2 separate regions of the Mus musculus genome follow, and region 2 is linked to region 1. The links are chromatin contacts, called in public promoter capture Hi-C maps. All regions are on one chromosome and are shown on one strand. Each heading gives the region's core, a stretch centred on a gene start, on an enhancer-like site or on the middle of the called end of the contact. The rest is flanking DNA. Distances are from core to core; before and after follow the strand shown.

What was found. Promoter capture Hi-C pulls out the DNA fragments that hold promoters and counts their contacts.
Region 2: a contact with region 1 is called in a promoter capture Hi-C map of hippocampal neurons, with 3 times the contacts expected there. The contact joins the enhancer-like site here to the promoter of Mrln in region 1. A contact is called at or near these places in 2 of 39 promoter capture datasets (the 3T3-L1 cell line and hippocampal neurons), 3 of 484 Hi-C or Micro-C datasets (all in embryonic stem cells) and 1 of 9 other capture datasets (pancreatic islet).

What each region holds. Positions count from the first base shown.
Region 1 is chr10:70,201,615-70,208,087 of GRCm38.p6, forward strand. Mrln (myoregulin) reads left to right here and starts at 3,050. Exons shown (of 3, transcript NM_001304739.1): 1 at 3,050-3,145.
Region 2 is chr10:70,820,818-70,827,290 of GRCm38.p6, forward strand. No RefSeq gene overlaps it. Among named protein-coding and RNA genes, the nearest start is that of Gm40689, 6.7 kb to the right of the region's middle. Within about 2 kb of position 3,759, at least 20 of the 459 cell types and tissues checked have an H3K27ac peak or open chromatin away from gene starts, as enhancers often do.

The DNA of each region.
Region 1 (6,473 bases), core at 1,800-4,299:
TAGTGTGAAAACTTAAAACCTCAGAGCCCATACGTGTCTACCAACAGCTATCACTGAGTTGTTTGTAGTTAGGTATCCACCTGTCCCAGCATAGTGTCTAGTTGATGGGGAAGGCTTTGTTTGGAAAAAGAAAGAAAGACTAGTCAGCAAAAGCAATTTAAGGGAAGCTTGTGTCTCTTTTGTTTCTCACAGAGGGTAGGAAGTCATGGCAACAAGGGCATGAAATGACTGGTCACAATAAACAGTGGGTACACCGTTATGAAGCCCAGAGTTGAATGCCTGTGCTCAGCCTGCTCTTTTCCCTTGATCTCCATTCCAGTGTGCCCTGCCCATGGTACGTGTCTTAGTTAGGGTGTAACTGCTGTGAACAGACACCATGACCAATGCAAGTCTTATAAAAGACAACATTTAATTGGGGATGGCTTACAGATTCAGAGGTTCAGTCCCATTATCAAGGCAGGAGCATGGCAGCATTTAGGCAGGTATGGTGCAGGAGATGCCGAGAGTTCTACATCTGTATCTGAAGGCTGCTAGTGGAAGACTAACTTATAGGCAGCTAGGGTGAGGGTCTTAAGCCTACACCCACAGTGATATACCTACTCCAACAAGGCCACACTTCCTAATATTTCCACTCCCTAGGCCAAGCATATACAAACTATCACATTATGGTATTTCTCACGTTAAGTATGATTCTTTCCACCTTAGTTTAACCTCTCTAGAGACTCCCTCATAGCCATGCCCAGAAGTGTGTTTTCTAGGTTGCTCTAAGTGCAGTCAAATTGATAACAGAAGAGTCACTATCTATGGGGTCTGAGCTAGGATAGACAACTGGAACCTTCAGAATAAGGCAGCTAATGTGCACTGCACCAAAGATGGACACAGTGTAGTAACATACTCCAGAAACTGTTAGGTAAATGCAAGTTCTTCTTTAACACTTAAGAAAACAATTGTGTTCAGTGGAACTTGGGTTGATCTGAACGATCTGATATCCACTGTGAGTGAGGGACTTAGAGGGGCCATCTGGACATTTTTGAAGTACAGATTTTCAGAAGAGAGTCTCTCAAGCCAGAAGCCATACCCTATCTGTTTCCATCTGACCACATCAGTTCTACAGGTTGCTCTGCAGATGCAGTGTCACCTTGCAAGATTCACTTCCCTCACCCCTAAACTACTCTAATAGGCTTTTAAGATTGTTTAGGGATCCTGGTGGGAGAGTAAACAAACTTCAAGCAATCCGTACCAGAGCTGGAGAGATGGCTGAGTCAATGGATTGCTTGCAATGTGAGCTTGGGGACCTGAGGTTCAGTCTCTAGAATACACATGAACAAGCCAGGGATGGTAGCAGTGTGCGTATTCCCAGCACTGGGGAGGCAGAGACATGTGGATTGCTGAGACTCTGTAGCCATCCTGGGACACTGGTCAGGTCCCGGGTCAGTAAGAGACGTAGTCTCAAAAGTAGTGGACAGCGTCTAAAAGAATGGTTCTCAACTTTCCTAATGCCCCACCCTTTTAATACAATGTCTCATGTTGTGGTAACCTCCAACCATAAAATTATTTTATTGCTCCTTCATGACTGTAAATTTGCTACTGTTATGAATTGCAATGTAAATATCTGATACGCAGGTTATCTGAAACATGACCCTCCCCCAAAGGGGCCATGACCCACACATTCAGAAACAGTCTTCTAAGGAATGAAACGCATTCCTTAACTTGCACACCCTCTCCCACCCAACTGCACCCAGACTCGTACACAAAATCAACAGTAGATGTTGTAAAATCCACTCATTGATATATTTTGAAAACGGGAGAATCAAAATAGACTAGGTTAAATTCATAAACACAAAAAGATATTTAGATATCAGAAAGTGGGCTGGAGAGATGGCTCAGTGGTTAAGAGCACTGACTGTTCTTCCAGAGGTCCCGAGTTCAATTCCCAGCAACCCCATGGTGGCTCACAACCATGTATAGCGATATCTGATGCTCTCTTCTGGTGTGTCTGAAGAGAGCAACAGCGTACTCCCATGAAATAAATAGATAAATCTTAAAAGAGAAAGAAAGGAAGAAAGGAAGAGAAAGAAGGAAGGAAGGAAGGAAGGAAGGAAGGAAGGAAGGAAGGAAGGAAGGAAGGAAAGAAGGAAGGAAGGAAGGAAGGGCAGATAGAAGAGAAGGAAGGAAAGGCAGAGAGAGAGAAAAGAGAAAGAAAGAAAGAGAGAAAAAGAAAGAAAGAAAGAAAGAAAGAAAGAAAGAAAGAGAAAAGAAAGGAAGGAAGAAAGAAAGAAGGAAGGAAAGGCAGACAGAAGAGAAGGAAGGAAAGGCAGAGAGAGAGAGAGAGAGAAAAGGAAAAAAAGAAAGAAAATAAAGGAAGGAAGAAAGAAAGAAGGAAGGAAAGGCAGACAGAAGAGAAGGAAGGAAAGGCAGAGAGAGAGAGAGAAAAGGAAAGAAAAAAGAAAAAGAAAGAAAGAAAGAAAGAAAGGAAGGAAGGAAGGAAGAAGAAAGAAAGAAAGAAGGAAAGAAAGAAAGAGAAAGAAAGAAGAAAGAAAGGCAGGCAAGCAAACAGGCTAGAAAGGTGGCTCAGCAGTTAAGACCACACATTGCTCTCACAGAGGGCCTGGGTTGAGTTTCCAGAATTTACAAGTAGTCACCCACCTGTAACTATAGCTCCAGCAGGCCTGATATTCCTTATTGCCCTCCTTAAACACCCCTGACACCCCCCACACACATACACATGACATTACACACACAGACACACACACACAGAAATAAAACTAAAACAGTTTTTAAAAGCCAGCTCCCTGCAGAAAAGGAGTGTGCAGAAGAGAAGGGGCTATGTTCTCACAGTGGAGGAGATTTGTTGTTGCTTGCTGATAGTTTAGAACAGCTACCATGGGGACTTAAGGCATCCCCGCCTAGCGGCTTGCTTGACTTCAATGTAAATATATTTTGTTAGACTCTATCCCACCTGTGTCTGTCAGTTTCTCTTGCCTCCTCCCCATGACATTCTGGCTCAGGTTTCTGCCTAACACTCGGAGCCAGTTACTAATAACAGCCCAGTGAGCTTTTCGTCCATGGAGAGCAGATGGTGTTTTTGAAAGGAAGGGCGGCCATTCCCAGGACTTTGGACTTGGCTCCGTTGCACCCCTGAACAGTAAGTGTTGCTTGCGTTTATATTTTTAAGTAGTGTTGACACAGGGAGAGGCGAACGAAACTCTTGTTGCCTCTCATTAGAAATAATGAAGGCTAAAAGTTGCTGACTCCCCAAGCTGGTTTCCACTGCCTGCATTTCAACATCCCTCCAAGTTTTACGAGGCTGATGATAAGGGAGATTAGTGAGTCAGAATCCTACTCCTTTCTTTTTGGTTTTGGCTCACGGCAAGCGGAGCAGGTGATTAATAACGCTGGATATAAATTGCTCGGCTGAGCCCTGGGCTTGCAGCTTGACCCATCTCCCTGTGTTTCCTTCTCCAGATAGAATCCCAGTGTTTTCAAAGGGAGTTTTTACTTACAGGAATCAAAGTGGGAGAGCGGGGGGAGGCATGGTGCCCTGTTGTTATCCCCTGTTCTGGGTTTGGGGCAGAGGGACCCATCGCATTGCTTACTAGCTTTGTAACCAACGGCCCTGTCTCTGCAGCCTCTTTGACATGGTCACTTCTCAGAGGCCTGAGAAGTAGGTCACTGTGTTTTCTGTCTGGCAAGGGAGGACCCTGGAATTCAGAGAGCCAGATGCCTTGCCCAGTCATCCTGGGCAAAACTGACACTTGATATCCCAGTCCCTCTTCAAGGCCATATATTAGCATAGCTCTCTGCTTTGGCTGTGTGAGTCTCATTCCTGGGCATGTGTACATGTCTAGATACAAACTATTTTTGCTGTTGTTTAGAAACTTTTTTTGTTTGGTTGGTTTTGCGAGACAGGGTTTCCCTGTGCAGCCCTGGCTGTCCTGGAACTCGGTCTGTAGACCAGGCTGGCCTCAAATTCAGAGATCCACCTGCCTCTGCTTCCTGAGTGCTAGGAGCGACTACATCTGTGTGCCATCACTGCCCAGCATCGGTGTAATCTTGACAGAGGCATTAAAGTGAATCCCAGAGACACAGAAGTGGACTGGGTAAGAGTGGTTGTAAGACTGTACACAGGGCCTCAGCCTCTCTGAACCTCAGCTTCCTCACTGGTGAAATGAATTATTATCTATCTTGCACCGGTTTGGGTATTTGACAATAGTGTAACATAAGTGGCTGTGAGTACTGACAGAAATTTAAATGTCATCTATAAAAATCCTTCATTCAATGGACTTAATCTTGAGAATAATCTGCCATTTCAAGTTCAGTTGCAGAGCCTACAAACACTATGCTCGATAGGAAATATTAGTCTGAGAAACAAGCTCCTATAAAACTGTGCCACATTTAAAGTCTTTAACGTCTTCGTTTTCAGAATGGTGCATGCCACCGCTGTGGGAGAACGGGAAGGTGCTATCTCGCTCACCACCCAAGACTTGAGGAGGGCTATAGCTAGGATCTGTGATGATGGGGCAGTCCCACCCCCGACCCCCCCCCCAGTCTGGTATACCCAGCATGCCCCTTTCTCCCTTTCTTGTGCCCTTCTGTGGCTCTCTTTGCTTACACAGACTGGAAAGGAAGGTTGTCAGAGAACACTTGCTTTCCACAGTGTGACTCTGGGCCTCCAGGATGGGATGTGTGGTTTCCTCTATAAGCCTACACTGTGCAAAGGTGTGTGGAATATCTGCTGTGTACAGCCATGGCCCTAGGCCAGAACAGCCCATAAGCCATTCATGTGGCAGGAGAGTGTGGGGATTTTATGAGTAACTCCTATAAGAGAGCAGGCTTCTTCATGATTCAGAACTCTTGGGGGACCCCAACCTGAGTATTGTAATCTTTATAATAGCTGAATGAGTTTAGAAAAAAAATGGCATAAAGATAAACCTTGCTGGGTTAGGGCGATGGTGGCAAAATGCTTGGTGCGCATGCGCATGGGTGAGGCCCTGTGCTGATATCTCCAGCATCCACAGAAAACCTGAGTTTGGGAGGCTGAAGAGATGGCTCAGTGGTTAAGATCACTTGCTGCTCTTCCAGAAAACTGGGGTTCAGTTCCTGACACACCCACGTGGTGGCTCATAACCATCTGTAATTTCAGTTCCAGGGATCCAGTGCCCTCTTCTGGCCTCCATGAACACTAACATGTCTACATACATGTAGACAGAACACCCATATGTGGCAGTGGACCGTGAAGGCAGCCTGGTTCTTGGTGGAGCACAGGCTTGAAACCCCATAAAAACGTGTCCATAAATCTATTAAAAACCATGGTCCGCCTCTTTTCATTGGGATCCGCCCTGAGAAGCAATGGAGAAGGCTTTCTCTGAAAGAACTGGCCGCCTAATCTCCTGTGGAAGGTCTCTCAGCACTCCCAGCCACGACCACCAAGCCACACATGCCCACTCCCCCGCGCCGATAAGCCAAGGACTCTTCTCCCCGAGGGACCCAGTCAGAACCCCCCCCAACCCTGCCCTTTCCCCCTCAGTCGAAGAGCCTGAGAACCAGATGGCTCCAGCCTCCCTAGGGGCCCGGGGACCCCTGAGCCAGCTCCAGCGGTCCCCAGGGCCCTCAGACTGCACTCCCCCATCCCCAGAGAGGTGTTCAGTGGCTTCCCATAGCCTGACACCTATGGGGTAAGCACAGTCAAAACTTCCCACGTCCCTGCTCCCGAGTGGGCAGGGCCCTGAGCCGACGCAGGACACACCAAACCCAACACCCATATACACATAATTTTTTAAAATGTAAAGTTGTGTGGTGGGTGGTGCATGCCTGTAACCATAGTGATAAGAGAGCCTGTGGTAAGAAACAGATCTTAGGAGATCACAGGCCAGCCAGACCAGCCAATCAGTGAGTTCTGGGCATAGTAAGAGACTGTATTTCCAAAATAAATCAAGGTGGACAGTGAAAGAGGAAGACCAGCCACCTGATATCAACATCTGGCCTCCATACATGCATGCACACATGCATGCACACATATGTATGCATACATGCACACACATGTGGATGCATACGTGTATGCACACATACATGCACACATGCATACACATATGCATACACATTGGTACATGCTCATAAACCATGCACGTATATATAACTCCCACATACATGCACACAAAGATATACCTCACCATTCCTTTAGCCACCAAAATAATTGCTGCCCAGTCTCATGTCTTCTCTGAAGGAAATCATGGTTTTGTTTCAACATAAACTGGTCTTCCCCAACCAGGCCTCCTGCATTCTTAGCTAAACTTGCAGCCAGAGAACATCCAGAAGCTCCCAGAAATTATACATATGCTGAGAAGCGATTTACAATAACAGCGGTGGTTCTCAACCTTCCCAGTGCTGCGACCCTTTAATACGAACTGTTGTGGTGATCGCCCAACAATTGCTACTTCATAACTGTAATTTTGCTACTGTTATGAATCATAATG
Region 2 (6,473 bases), core at 2,509-5,008, 620 kb after region 1:
TGTGAGCCCCACCAGTATGGGTAATAGGAACCAAACTCAGATTTTCTGGAAGAGCACTATGTGCTCTTAACTGCTGAGTCACCTCTTCAGCCCTTCACCTTCTTTTTAATACAACTTAAGGGATACAAGGATTTTCTTCCCTCAACATTTCTCCCATTTTCTGAGTGTATTTCTTTAATAAGAGCTATACTTTTCAAAGTGACCACTGAAATCCTTCATCAAATCTTTCAAACCAACTCTGGCTTAGAATTGCTTGTGCTCTGTGTTCCTGCTGGTGTCAGCTTGACGGAATCCAGAACCACCTGGTGAGGTGCCTCTGGGCTTGCTTGCAGGGAATTATCTCTACTGTATGAGTGACGTAGACAGAACTATCTCTATTGTGGGTAGGGTGGGATCATTTCTCAAGGAATGGGTAAGTCCTAAGCTGTATAAAATGGAGAATGTGGGTTGACCAGTTGGCGGTTGTCACCTTTGCCTCTTGGTATGCAGATGCACTATGTCATCTGCTTCCAGCTCCCCCCACTGTGGCTTCTCCATCATGGTGGAATGTCTCCTGAACTGTGAACGTGAATAAATGCTTTCTCCATTTTGTTCCTTTTGTCAGAACGTCTTATCCCAAGAACAACAAAAGAACCTAAGATGGTCACGATACACAAGACCTTGATCCTTGGAGGCCTTGCTGTTCTCTATGATTTTGTGCCACCTGTCGGGAAGCTTGTCTCTACAGTATAATAACATAATTGCAGGCTACCGCTTTCTGTCTTCTCATCATAAGTAGCCTAGTCTCTCTAGCAAGCTTATGGTCAGGCAGAGCCTTCTGGGTCAACTGTTTGTTGTCATCCTAACAACTCCTGCAATAACATTACAGTTTTAGTCCTGTCCTAAGAAGGTTCTTTAGTTTTCAGGAGAGTGAACATGAGGAGAACAGGAGTCATGTAGAGCCTCACAGGAGAGAGTCAGATAGTCTGGACAGCAGAGGTCAGGTGCCAATGCCCGGAGCCTGGCCCACCCCCTCCTTTTCTTACAGCTCAGGACCCCAGCCCATGAAATGCTGCCCTTATTCAGAGTGGGTCTTCCCACCTCGATTAGCCTGGTTTAGGCACTCTGTCATAGATGGAGGTCCATTGCCATGGTGATTCTAGATTGCATCAAATGGATACAGTTATCCATCACATCTGGCAAGTATCCCATTTGCTTGAAAGGAATGCTTTTGTTTATTTTAGTGATGCCGGGTCTATGAGAGGCAATCAGGCTAATTTTCACAGTATGTTTCTCAAACTGCCTACATTTTTGTTCATGTTTAACCTGTTTCTCTCTCTCTCTCTCTCTCTCTCTCTCTCTATTTATTTTATGTATATGAGTACACTGTAGCTGTCTTCAGACACACCAGAAGAGGACCTTGAATCCCATTATAGATGGCTGTGAACTACCACGTAGTTACTGGGGATTGAACTCATGACCACTGGAAGAACAGTCAGTACTCTTAACTGCTGAGTCATCTGTTCTCCTTATCACAGAGGTTGTACTAGAAATCATGCAATGCTTTTGTGTGTGTGTGTGTGTGTGTGTGTGTGTGTATTAGTGTGTGCTTTACATATTGTATTACCTCACTATGAAGTACCTCCTTATTTGTGCCTTCAAAATCACTTTTCTTTTACAACAGTTAGGTCAGCTATCTTTGGATTATACTTGCATTAATGCATCTTTTTCCATATAGTTTCTGGTTCTCTGGTTTTTGTAAGAAACACATCACAGGGTCCTGATTTTTTTTCTGTATATATCATAATAATTTGTTGTTTTAGTTGGACCACTGAATTCATGTATGCCTTGTGTCATTACTGAAACATTTTGTGTTCAATATAACCTCAGATGATCTATGTGTTGTATTTTTATCTTTTAATTCTTCTGACTCCATTTTCTTCTGTTTACATTTCTCTTCTTTTGGAGACAGGACCTCACAGAGCCCAAGCTGACCACTAATTGCTATGTTGCTTCACCATGGACTCCTGATCATCCTTTGTCTACTCCCCCCCGTGCGCCCCCCCCCCCCCCCCGTGCTGGGCTTACAGGTATCACATCCACTTAATGCAGTGCTGGGGACTCCACCCAGACCCAATGCTCAATTGATCAGGCATCACTCTACCAACCAGCCAAGTCCTCAGTGGCCACATCCCCAGGGGCGGGCCCATGTTTTAAGTTGCCTGTACACTTTCTCCCTTAATAGAGGTGAGTGCTCTTCTCAGGTGTTTTGAGATGAATCACTCTTCACTGGTTCTCAGACAGTGCTGCCTGCCCTGTTATGAGCTCCTGGATCATCACTTCTTCCATGTTTGCAAACAACACAAGGTTTTATAATGTTACCTAGTGGGATTCCCCCAGCTATGCCCACTGGAAGTTTTGTCTTGTCTTGTCTTGTCTTGTCTTGTCTTGTCTTGTCTTGTCTTGTCTTCTCTTCTCTTCTCTTCTCTTCTCTTTCCTTTTCTATTTTTTCCTCTTCTTTCCTTTTTCTTTTTTCCTTCCTTCCTTCCTTCCTTCCTTCCTTCCTTCCTTCCTCTCTCTCTCTCTCTCTCTCTCTCTCTCTCTCTCTCTCTCTCTCTCTCCCTCTCTCCTTTTTTATTGTTTTATTTCCATCTGGGGTCATTTACTTGCACCCTTTTTTTCACAACACATTCTTTCAGGCCTCCTTTTGGCAGAGAGCTTCAGCAAATGAGTTCTCCCACTTGTGTTTGTCTCATCCTATCACTTATGTTGCTTCATGGGTCTGTCTGTATATCTGTCTCTCTGTATGTGTCTGTATCTGTGTGTGTGTGTATGTGTCTATGTCTGTGTCTATTTTTAGAGGTGTGCATGTACATGTGTGTATATCTCTGTGGAGGCCAGAGGTAAGGGCCTTTCTCAATTGCTTTCCACCCTGCTTTTTGAGATCGAGACTCTGATTGAATCAGGAGCTCACCACTTTGCCTAGATTGGATGGTCAGTAAGCTCACGTGACGCACCTGTCTCTGTCCCCACAGCACTGGGGCTATAGACACACGCTGCTCCACTCAGCTTCCTCAAGAGCACTAGGTCTCAAACTTAGGCCCTCGTGCTTGTTTGACAAGCGCTTTGCCTAACAAGCCAACTCTCTGTCTTTCTGTATATTCTGAAGTCATCTTCTTCCAGCACTTCAGAGATATTAATCATTCTTTTGAATTTTAGCACTTGGCATTTTGGTTGGAAAGTCAGCCATCAATCTTTGTTTTGAAGGAGAGTGTCTTTGATATGGAAATGTTAAATAGTTGCCACACACACACCCCACGCCCCCAGTTGCTTTTTTCATTTTGAATATACTACACTTCTTGATTCTCTTGTTCCAGGAAATCTGTTTATCATGAAAGGGCCAGTTTTGGTGAACCCCCAAGACTTACAGCCAAGCTGGACAGAGCATGAGCAGTCAGGCAGTTCCTTGATGCCTGCTTCTAAAGTGAGCACCGTCTTGTGAGACTGAACCTTTGGCTGGGTCAGGGAGTTGAAGAATCAGAATCAAACACTCATTCATTTTTCCACAGGAAAATTTTCATTTGGATACTCTGGCCTTCCCTCTACCCAAAATTCACTTCTAACTCTCCCAACCAAACTCTATAGTCAGAAGATGCCAAACCGGGTAAGAGGTTGACAGTGCTGTTTCTTCCTCCGAAGCATTTTTAGGTCAAACTGTAATTGCTTCATAGCTCTATGTGTTCCCCATGGGCTCTTTCTCTCCCCGTGACATTACTCAATCATAGCTATGAATAACATTGAAGATAACAATGTTACACCCAGCTGAGTCCCAACACTGATCATCGCCACAGCGTGCCGGATTTGGAGCTTCAGGCCAATCCTATCCTGCATTTCTTCTACACTCCCTGAAGAAAACACTGAGGCAGGCCTGGTCTCTCATCCCCTGACCTAAATTAAACTGTGGAAGCAACTTTGGAAAGAGTTGGTCATCCCCAATATAGCCAAAAAGTCTTTCCCAGACAAACAGCTCCCTGGCCTGTGCTCTTGTTCAATAGCCAACTCTTGGGAAGAAGTAAGTTAGTGTTTTCATTTAACTATGGAAATGCAGCATTTTCCACAGACATATTAATGACCTCTGATGGTAGATAAAGACTATTAGGGCATTATACATAAACTCAATGTCCAATTATGAAAGACCAGTTCAAGTACAGTGTATACAAGTTGCATTATGCACACATTCAACTTAAATGTATGAAAAGTTTTCCTTGTAATGAATATGAAGAGATATTCAGAGCATTATATAAAATATACCACCAAAAATGTGACAGAGAGAGAGAGGGAGAGGGAGAGGGAGAGGGAGAGGGAGAGGGAGAGGGAGAGGGAGAGGGAGAGGGAGAGGGAGAGGGAGAGGGAGAGGGAGAGGGAGAGAGACCCACCTGGAGACACATGTATCAAAATGTTCACAATTATTATTTTCATTTTTAAGCTCACTATGTTAACATATGCTTACCTTTTTATCATGGGATACTTTTTCTTTTCGTTTTTTTTTTTTTTGAAACCACCACACAAAATGCAAATACCAAGAAGCTGTTGGCTTCAACAGCACATAAATGTGCTCATTAAATTGCTCCCCATCTGAGTGATAGCAAGCAGTCTATTCTCGTCATAATGAGCTATTTCATTTTTGCTCTAGGATGGGCATAATCTTAAATTCATCTTAATCAATTTCTCAAAATTAAGCAGCAGCAAGGCCTACTTCCCTCTGGCTTGTTACAAGTCCTATCAGCAAGTCTCTAATGAGCAATACCGTTTAACACATGCAAAGAGCAGGATGCCAGCAAAATAACAATTGAGTGGCTTGCTGGGGCTCCGAGACCTACACCTACAATAGGGCCTTGTAGAGTCACCCCTGTGTCCAAGTCAGCCAAGAGATCGTACATGACAAGCAGCAGTCTGTGCCCTGCTAGCAAGGTATGAAAGGCAGCTGTATGAAACATTTTCATTTGTATCTTTTTATCCAGGACCACAATGCTACCCCATCTTGCTTTTAGCTAAAGCAAGATGCAGCAAATGAAATTAAAAAAGGAAATGTTCTTGGTGGACTAAGCCTTTCTTGGATGGGTGCAATGGTCGATGTATCCGGTCTTCTACCAAAACAAAGGCTAAAGTTTGTGGAAGGTGCAAAAGGCAAGAAAGACAAAGAGGTGATAGTCTGGTGCGGGTGGCTCACAAATCTGTTAGCAATCAAGCATTTCCACCACCGGCAGTGAGGACCTGGGGGCACAGCTTACATCATCACCACCACCATAGTCAGACGCATCAAGTGTAGCACATAAAAGGTCTCAGCCATGCCAGATCTCCCAGCATGCTTCTCCCAGCGTCTCTGTCTGTCTCTGTCTCTCTCTTGTCCCCACCCCCAGACAACCTGTTCCTCTCCCCACTCCCCCATTAAACCCCTTACAGTAGACCCTTTGCATGGCCTGATTTCTTAGCAGCACAGCCCGCCACAGGTACCCACCCCCACTTTATCCAATCACTTCCTCTTTCTCCTCTCAGTATATTTCTGCATATATGTGAGAGAGTGTGTATATTGTCACACCAAATCACCTGGAATATTTTCTGATTCAGTCAGGAGCCTAAGTGAAACATGAAACAAGAAGGAAGCCACCCTGATCGTCCTTTCCTCTTTGATCTAGGATAGAACTGGGCAGGTCTGATAAAACAGGACAGAAGGAAGAGGGACATGGAAACATCTCTACTTCCTGTCTCTCCATCTCTGTCTCTCTTGTCTCTGTCTCTCTTGTCTTTGTCTCTCTTGTCTCTGTCTCACTTGTCTCTGTCTCTCTTGTCTCTGTCTCTCTTGTCTCTGTTTCTTTTGTCTCTGTCTCTCTTGTCTCTGTCTCTTTTGTCTCTGTCTCTTGTCTCTGTCTCTGTCTCTCTCTCTCTGTCTCTCTGTCTCTGTCTCTGTCTCTGTCTCTGTCTCTCTGAGAGGCGTTACAGTTTCTCTTTACCGCTTGGCAGTAGACAGCCACATGGCCACCCAGGGATCTGTCACACAGCCACTCTACAGAATGCAATTACATCAGGCACTTCACGACTCATAGAGTCTGGTGTTTACGAAATAAATTGCATCTGTGGCCAGAATATTAATGACTGCTATCGCACTTAGCCCCTGATAATTCTCAAGCGAGTCATTCCACAGAAGTTGTCCTTTAAAGACAGGCAATGAAAAGAAGCCTCGTTTCAAAGTTAGATAATTTCTCCTCTGATGTTTTCTAGCAAGTTCTATTTTCTGTCAGAATGTCTACTTTGAAGTTCAATGTCCTTACTAATAAGTATCAGCTACAGGGCACCCCAGAACACATAGAATCCCTATACCTAATCTTCTTAACTGAATTTTTAACGGATATTCTAATACCCTACCTGAATTAGGGTAAAAGAAAGATACTTACTTTTGACCAAAGTGAGGTTGTACATGCCCAGGACAGAGGCAG